2 separate regions of the Arachis hypogaea genome follow, and region 2 is linked to region 1. Evidence: chromatin contacts called from public Hi-C data. All regions are on one chromosome and are shown on one strand. Each heading gives the region's core, a stretch centred on a gene start, on an enhancer-like site or on the middle of the called end of the contact. The rest is flanking DNA. Distances are from core to core; before and after follow the strand shown.

What was found. Hi-C and Micro-C count contacts between places; a contact is called where the count stands out from the background.
Region 2: a contact with region 1 is called in a Hi-C map of leaf, with 2.3 times the contacts expected there. The contact joins the promoter of LOC112771278 here to the promoter of LOC112772325 in region 1. A contact is called at or near these places in 2 of 8 Hi-C or Micro-C datasets (both in leaf).

The regions. Positions count from the first base shown.
Region 1 is chr18:40,986,857-40,991,679 of arahy.Tifrunner.gnm2.J5K5, forward strand. It overlaps LOC112772325 (11-oxo-beta-amyrin 30-oxidase), which reads right to left and starts at 2,850. Exons shown (of 5, transcript XM_025817251.2): 1 at 2,421-2,850; 2 at 1,784-2,001. The coding sequence starts at 2,715.
Region 2 is chr18:41,428,793-41,433,615 of arahy.Tifrunner.gnm2.J5K5, forward strand. LOC112771278 (persulfide dioxygenase ETHE1 homolog, mitochondrial) reads right to left here and starts at 2,446. Exons shown (of 9, transcript XM_025815971.3): 1 at 1,863-2,446; 2 at 1,486-1,614; 3 at 1,301-1,408; 4 at 292-426; 5 at 58-99. The coding sequence starts at 2,117.

The sequences.
Region 1 (4,823 bases), core at 1,600-4,099:
GATTTCCAAAGTTTTAATATTCTCAATTTGATCTCCTAATTTAATATCCATAACTCATGTTAGTCCTTGATTTCTGCCGCAGAATTATTAATGGCGTACTGGGATATAGGTTAGACTACCACAGTGAACCTCATAATAATTATCTAATGTGATAGTTAAAATATTTTACTTCAATTTATTTTCTAAAAAGCCTTTAAAATTTTTAATTAAAATTAATGTTAAGATTTTAAAGAATCCAAAAAAAAATAACTTGAAGTAAATTTTAATTGCCACGTCAAATAGCCGTTTGAGAATTTAATATAATAACTTATAGTCCTTTTTAAAATGCTACTAATGATTCAGTGATAAAAATAATATCACACACTAATATAAGTCACGACTCACGAATGCCAAATTAAAAGGCTAAATTGATTAAACCAAAACTTTGAGAACTAGATTGAAGTAAGAGTGTAACTTAGACAAATTTAAATATTAATTTCATCACTTAACAAACCTTCTAAAACATATTCCTAATATTAAATAAAGTAAATAGTTTTAAGACTCGAAATATTAAAGATAATTAATTCTTCTATATCTAGTAATCAAATAGAGTCAGGGAACGGACCCAAGCATACAAATGAGGGGTCACTTGTCTTCATGATGTTTTTAATTTTTGTTTAAAAGATATAGTTATATATAATATGTCTCCATTTCAAATTTTAAATGATCCCACTATAAATAAAATAAATTTAATTAGCTAAAATTTTAAATTTATTTTTTTATTTTTTTTTATCATTTTGACTATTATTTAACCTAATCAAATTTAATTATTGTACCGTCAATTCTTTATTCTCTTAAACCCTCTTCTTATTTTTATATTTTCAACCTTCTTTTTTTATTCCTTGTCTAATGGTCATCTTCTCTTCATCAAAAAGTAAATTTTAAATTCTCCAATTTTTTTATATAGCTCTCCATGACTCTATGTATCTTTCAATTTCATTATTTTTCTTTTTGATATTTTCAATTGCAATTTTTAATTCAAACAATTATAGTTTAGGTATCAATCTAATATTTTATTTTTTTCGTGACTTTATATATTTTATTTTATTCTCGATTTATTCATCCTTATTACTTATTTTTTATCTTTTGTTCTATTATATGTACCTATGTTGCATATAAAATTTTAAAATGAACTAATTAATTTACTAATTTAGAATATATTTTTTATTTTTAAAAATAATGATAAAAAATATTTTAATTATAATATATAATTAAACAGATACATAAAATATTTTATCTAACATTATATCAAAATTAAATTAAAAAATATATAACAAATTTAATTATTTTAGAAAAAAAAATTATAAAAATTATGTTTTTATTATTTTATATAAACATACTTTTTATATAAAGATTTAATTTTTCTAGTATTTATATATAATTCTAATTTCAAATTATAAATACTAATGTATTATTATGCGCTAATATGTCAGTTAATTCAATCTTTTATTATTAAATGTGTATAAAAAGATTAGTTAGGATAATAAGTTATCTATAATTTAATTAAAATATTTTAATTTTAAATTTTAGAAATAAAAAAATATTTTTATAAATTATATATAATAAATAGTATTTTAAGAATAAAAGTGTTCGCTAATTCTTTTTAATTTTTATATCTTCATATAATTAATAATATTTAACAAAATTTATATATATATATATATATTTGCCCTCACTCTTAAAATTTTCTGGGTCCGTCACTGAATAGAGTATAAATCATCCTTCTTAAAAAAATATATATTACCTTTAATTTTTCAAAATGGAAAGCCGGGTTGATAATCTTTCGATGTTTTTGCCATTTCTCACTGTCATAGTTTGCGAGTCCGTTGCCCAATAACTTGACAAGAGGGTTCAACGTGGGTTTCTCAAAATCATTGATCTTGTTAAAGACTTCTTTGATTTGATCAGGATTTGTGATTATGACCTTTGGTGTTGTACCTTCCCAGACAAAAGAATTCTTACCTACACATACATGGACATGTTTGATGATCTGTGATATATAACTCATTCAACTGCCTAATAGGTGTTTTTTTATTTAAATAAATTGAATATATGATTTACCAAATTTATCCAATTTAGAAAAAGAGAGGGGAGGGGGGTTTACATATTTGTGCTCCATAATACACCAATATCAATCACGAAACATAAATAGGTAACTTTTTCCAGTTTTGTTTGAATTGAAAAATCATATATTTCTTTTATTTAAATAAAAAATTAGTTCGATATATGGATTAAATAAATAGCTAAAGTAACTGCTTTCAAAAAAGAAAAATAGCATTTTTTTTCCTTGTTACATTGAGAATAATGAAGTTTGAATCTAAAATTCTATACATAAAGGAAAATAACATTAAATCTTCAACATAAAAGATAAATAAGATTACCAAATTTTTGAACAGTGTGATGGATAAAAGAGAAGACATGTGGTGCTACATCTTTATCATTGGAAAGAGTGTTGTGTTGTTGAGATTTGGCACCTTCCTTGATCATGTTGATCATCTCCATTGAATCCCCGACAAGAACCCTGTATTTGTTGCCTTGAAGTCCCTGAGCTCTTAGAAGCTTCTCCAATCTCTTTGGCCTCAGCCATAGCCAATTGAGAAGCTTCCATGCCCATAGAAGAACCAAAGGAACCACTATGATGAAACATATTGCAGTTGGGGAAGATATTCTTATCATGTTCCTGTTTCTTTGGGGTTGTGGAAGAGGGAGCCAGAAAGTGAAGGACAAAGAAAGAAAACAAAAAGGAAATTAATTAATTAATGTAGTTCACTTGGATGATACTTGCCGATGCCACTTCGGTGGCTTTTATAAGGCTACAATGAAATTCTACAGCACACAAAATAATTTAGAAGATTATTAAAATTTATTATTTTTAGTTATTAATTAATTATTAATATTTAAAATATAAGTTAAAGTATTGTTACGGACCGTCGAGTCCAGCCCAATTAGCCGTTGGGTCGGGGCACCACCCCCGACCCAGGCCCAAACCTCCTCAATAGAAAGGAGTTCAACGGGTCAGCTCCTAATACCCGACTTAAGGCACGCCCGACCTACCACCCGTACGAACCATGCCATCTTCTGGGTTGGTATCCTCGGGATAGCGTCCGAAGTCTCGACCCGAAGTTCGGGATGACCTGCCCCCTCCCACGTAGATTAGGACAGCTCACAAGCTCCTTAACTAATGGGCTAGGTCATCACTAGACCCGCCCAGCACAGTATATAAGGGGAGAGGACAACTCTCCCCCCAAGGTACGTCACGCTTTTACCTAATTCGGCCATCACTTCGTACGGACTCTAACTTGATCGTCGGAGTGTCCTTGCAGGTGGCCTCCCCCCCTTCGTCGCATTACCTCCGGCGCTCCCAACTCGCAGTTCACACCCCTTTTATCCCCAAGTCGACTCAGGGTCTCTACCCCTCCTCCCCTCATCGGCATCCGACCCATCGAGCACCTGAGATCTTCAGGTAACGAACATTGGCGCCGTCTGTGGGACCCTGGAGCAGGCATGGAGCGACCCCCCACATCGGAGGAACTCTGAGAAGGAGGTGGAGCCCGCCTGAGCAGGGTAATCTCTGAAATCACTTAACACACATATCAAGGCATCTAATGGTAATAAGAGAGGATTAATCATAGGGAACTTAAGGCCAAAGAAGCATGTTTTCAATCAAAGCACATAATTAGGAAGGCAAATGTAAAACCATGCAAATAGTATGAATAAGTGGGTAAATAGTTGATAAAAACCACTCAATTGAGCACAAGATAAACCATAAAATAGTGGTTTATCACAGGGCGAGCTCGACAGTTCGTGCCGGCGAACAGCCAAGATCCTCCGTTCAGCCAAACCAACCAATCTACACTAAGACCCCCGAAAGACGTCCCTTCGGAGGAACAGGGGCCGACAGCGCCAAGATCATGCAAGAACTCAGACACTGAGTACAAAACCTTGAGCGGGAACTGGCAGCGAGAAGCCACTCCCACGGCGACGACAGCCGATCTCGCACCCGTACTCGCTCCCCCTCCCGAAGACACGAGAGCCGAGAAAGGAGCCCAACAAGGCACGACGAGGCGCAAACACAGGCGACCTCCCGGCCTACCCAGGGCAGGTCCGAGAGCCAGAGGGAGTCCCAAAGAGGGAGGGTGAAGAAACAACAGGATCCCATCATCATAGGAGCCACCCCTTTCCACCCCTCAATCCTCAAGGTCCGGCTTCCGAAGAACTTCGACAAGCCGACGGACATGAGGTACGATGGGACCAAGGACCCTCAGGAGCACCTCACAACTTTTGAAGAAAGAATGAACTTGGAAGGAGTAGACGACGCTGTCAGATGCCGAGCGTTCCCTGTAATGCTAGCTGGCCCAGCGATCCGATGGTTCAACGCCCTCCCACAAGGATCCATCACAGCTTTTGCAAACATTTCCCAAAGCTTCTTGGATCGGTTCACAACGCGCATAGCCAAGGAAAAACACCCAATCAACTTATTAGGGGTTACCAAAAACCCGAAGAGCCGACCAGGAAGTTTCTAGACAGATTCAACGATGAGTGCTTGGAGATCGACGGCCTCACGGACTCAGTCGCTAGTCTCTGCCTAACGAACAGCCTGCTGAACGAGGACTTTAGAAAACACCTCACTACTAAATCCGTCTGGTCCATGCAAGAAATCCAAAGCGTGGCTAAGGAATACATCAATGATGAGGAAGTGAGTTAGGTTGTAGCAGCCAATAAGCGGCAGCTCCCAAACCACCCGCGGGTAGGAAGGTTCACGAACTACACGCTACTTACGGCGC
Region 2 (4,823 bases), core at 1,196-3,695, 440 kb after region 1:
TGGTCTACTTGTCTGAGTTTATGCTTAACATAATGCATAATCATCTTAAAGTCATGCCTGTGAATATACTGATTTGTAAAGCTGCTCCGAACTCCCACCCTGCATAACAATTACAGAATCAGATACAATTGACTACATATAGTTCATTGCTTCAAGATAATATGGTAAGAATCACCAGCCCTGTATCAGTCTATAGGAAAATGCAAACTTATCCATTGTTCTTCGTTCATATAACTCTGAAGGCCTTTGAGAAGCAGAAACAAAAGGAAATGGAAATACAGTATTATATACCTGAAAGTCAGTCCTTCCACATCCACGTATTAATAGGGCATCTCCAGTGAATGCCATCCTAGGTTGAGGTTGATCAGAAGCATCTCCTGTAACATAGGTAACGCAACCCAAGGTATGACCAGGAGTAGCTCGAACCTACAGAGAGCAATGCCATAAAATGTATTACAGAGTAGCTCATACAATAAATCATAAGACAAGTACGATATCAACACCCTTGCAAAAGAAGAAAAATAAATCCACTTGACCAAAAAAATGAAAAGGAAAAGAATAGGCGACAGTCAACAAAAGAAAAGTGAGTTATGGCTTGACCTCTTTTTTTATCCCAAGTGTACAAGGAGGCAAAACTAGTAAGAGAATTCTTCATTTCATCCTTGATAAAAATAACATTGAGTCATTATGGATTGGCCTCCTTTGTTTCTCAACAAAGTTTTCAGCCTTAAATGCCATCTTTTCAAAGCGATCATAATTTAGTATATATGATTAAGCTGCAACTCATGTCTTTTAAAAAAAAGACCTGCAACTAATGTCTAATGACATATCTATCATTTATCTATACGCCTAACTAGTTCTTAAGTAGCCGTATTTTAACTGATGTTGTTTTAATAACTAGAGGCCGCATCTAATTCTATTTAACACTTCCAAATATTTTATGGATCCAATTTTCAAATTTATCAAAGACTACAAAAGCAATCTCAAACCTAATGAAATGTAATGTATTATTGATAATTCGTGTCATTAGGAAACCCGAGACACAAAACTCAATTTATAGCACTCTAAATACTGGGCATTGCAGAACAAAATAGCTGCAACATCAAACTAGCCCTGCAGCTGCAGCCTTACCCATAGTTACTGAAATCCTGGTCCAGGAACAAGTATGCAGCTCATTGCATCACATAACTTGCTACTTTTTATGATTAATTATAATTAAAAGTATTCCCTTAGAGATAATCCAGCAGAGAGTATGCAATACAAAGGTAGAAAAAGAGAATCAAGGTCACTATGGACTCACCTCCAAAAAAAGATCACCAAAATGGACTTTATCACCTGGTTCCACAAAAAGATCAGCCGTTGCACCACTTGCTTTCGAAATAATAGATTTTACACCCGGAACTTTGCTCTATTCAAAATAAGTACACAACAAAACACATATAAAACAAATTAAATGAACATAACAATAATTCAACAGCTGCCCACCTTGATAAGGCCAGTCCCAGTGACATGATCAGCATGTACATGAGTGTTCATGGCATACACAAGCTTCAATCCCAGCTCTTGAATAAGGGATAAGTCTCTATCCACTGTTCTATCTACAGGGTCTATCAACTAAATTTGTTTTAAAAAAAAAAAAGAATTCATCATTGATCAATTCAACATAACAGAATAAACCATTATGCAATCCCTCAAACACTTGGCACGCATATCGAAAGAGACCCCACTTTCAAAATCAAATTTTTATTCAGAATAAGGAGACCCCACTTTTTTCTTGAAAAGCTTGACCTTCATAGAATCTCTCAGACAATTCCAGCAGTAAAAAAAAGAAAGAAAAAGAAAACAAAAAGTTGGAAACTTACAAGCGCTGGTTTATCGGGGTGTGATGCATCAGCAAGAAGGTACGTGTATGTAGACGATTCCTTCTCGAAAAGCTGGCGAAACAAGAGCTTTGAGGAGGAAGAGGAAGAAGAAGAAGAGAAAGAAGTCATTTGTGATCGAAGTGCGAAGGTAGTTCTTTTGGGAATTGATGTTGAAAGAGAAAGAGAGGTAAGAGGAAAGGTTGAAGCTTTGGATGCAAATAGAGAAACTCTAACGATATGATGAAAACGAAGCATCTTTGGGTAACTTAAATAGTTGGCAAGTGTTGACGAATGACGAGGAGAGAGAGAGAGGAAACAATGGAGAATGAATATGATGATATTGTTGTTGGATGATGATAAATTGATAATGCTAAAGTAGTTGTTGGCGTTGTGAATGATAAAAATAAAATTAATAATTTAATAATAAGAAAATAATAAAGGAATTATTGGGGACGATGGATTCTAATTTCGATCAAATTGGGCATAGGAAAGGTCGCAAATGGGAGTGTAAGGAATTGGCGAAGGACGACGAAGGTTTGTCACTATTTAGTATTGCTTTTGTATTTTGTTTCTGGGTGGCAGATACAGTGGACCACTCCGTCTGTGCAAGCAATTTATGGTACTCTTTTTTTTTTTTGTTGCTCAATCCTTCAACCCCACAGGTCAAGAACTAATCTGTCGCAAATCGGAGTTCCAATTAGGGGTCTGCCGCTGCCAATGGGTTGCTGCATGCACAAGGCGGGATTTGAACCCCCGACACTTGCTTAAGCGGACGAGTGAGCTGACCACTTGACCAACCCAAATTGGTTATTTATGGTACTCTTTTAGGAACTCCTAGAATTAAAAAAAATAATGTTGTATTTATGAAATTTATTAATGCTGACAAAAGTATCTACTAAAAAAAAATTAATGTTATACCTATCAACGAGGAGTGTTAGAGAGCAAATTTTGTGATTTGTAACCATTAATTAGCTATTATTTGTGTTTTTAATGGTGTGAGATTTCATCCAATGGTGTGAAATTACTCATTTTTCTTTTACTAGTTTAAATACTGGTCAAATTTTAATAAAAATGTTAGACCCCTAAACTTTCTCCCCTCAACCATGGATTTCAAACGACAAAGGTATCTAAACTCTAATTTTGTATGACTTTTTAATAAAATTTTCAAATTATCCCACCATTTATCTTCAAATTCACTTCTATTTCCTCTCTCTTTTCTCATATTCCAAATTTTCATAACAATTATCATCCAAATATTCCTATCACCTCTGGAATTCTACCTTCTATTGTTTCTCCTGTTTCTGTAATCTACGCTTTCTACCATTATCGTTTTGTGAGAGTGACGAAAATTCTATGCTTAAACCTATCTTCTCTTTTAAACGTAAAATTCTATGTGGTAGAGTGTCACAACATATTTAAATTTTTGGTTTGCGTAATCTCGCGTTTATGCTCATTTGCAATTTTCGAGGAAGGTTTTCATAAAAATCGAGTTCCGTTAACCCGATTACAAGCTTGATATTATTAATAACAGTGTTAATGTAACTTCAAGTTGGTAACACTCAATGTTTCGGTATGAGCATGTCATACTGAAAATTAGGTTGTTACAGGAAGCAGTTTGAAAAAGAAGCTGTCTGGCAGCTCGCGCAAACGACATTTCCTCACATGAACAAAAATTTCGCATGCGCGAGCTTTTCTCACGTATGCGAGGTTGGATCACATGTCTTGATTATTGAAGCATGTGTATTTATGATTTGGGCTTCCCAAGACTCCCAACAGTTGCGAGATGATATTTTGAAGCCAAATTTTGGAGAAGGAAACTACACTACAATACATATATTTATTTTTTTTCTTTTTTTTTTAGGGTTTGGACCTTGAATTCTAAAGAGCTTTTCTATCTAGAATTTAATTTTTTTTTATGAATTTATCTCTTATTTTTAGGTTTTAGTTTGTTTAATTATAGTTCTTTGTTTATAATTTCTTATTTTGCTACTCTAGTTTCTTAAAATTTATTGTTACTTCCTTTAGTTTGCTATTTTAGTCTATGAATCCTAGTTGAATTCTCAATTTTCTTTAATAAATTTGATATTTTATACTTTATTTTTACTTACTTGAGTTGTTATTAATTTCTTGCATTGGGTAGTTATAATTTTTACTATTCTTGCAATTTATGAAGTTTTATTTATATGCACACTAAGTGTTTGATGAAATGTCTCACTTAGTTATAGAGTAGATTTTACATTCTTAGCTTGAGTTAAGAAATTGGATGACAATGAGTCATTAATACCCAAGTTGATTGATAATTTAAAAATATTAATTAACTTTGTTTCCACTAACGCTAATCTTTTACTAATTCAATTAGTAAGTTAGTTAGAACTTGTGGATTAGGGTTTGTAAGAACCGCAACTAATCAATCGGTTAATTAAGTGATCATATTGCTCAAATTAGATTACGAAAAGTTAGAGTGAGAAATTGAGGATTTAAATGTGATTTTTGGACTCAGTGGGTTTTTCTGAGTTAGAAAATGTATTTTCTGCGAAAAACCGTAAAAAACCGCAAACCCGCAGTTGAATCGATTGAACCGGTTCAAGTCTACCCGGTACCGCACGAGAAAAAGTGAAAACCGTCAAAAACCTTAGAAAAATATTAGAAATGGAAAACCGGACGTTAATTTTAAAAGTTTGGCCCAAAGTTGAGCTAAACGGGCTAAAAACCTAACGGGTTAGACCGGGTCTAAGTTGGACACAAGCCCAACATATATAAATCCTCATTAATGAATCCAAACAGCCATAACACACTCAAACACACTTTCATGCTGAAAAGAAAAGAGGGAGAGGAGAAGAGATAGAACACTATTCACTTCAATCTTCTCAAGCTCATATCTTGAGCTGCAGAGCTCCGATCGCCGCATCGTTTGCGGCTACGCGTTCCTTGTGAAGAGCTCTACAAAACTCATATAAGAAA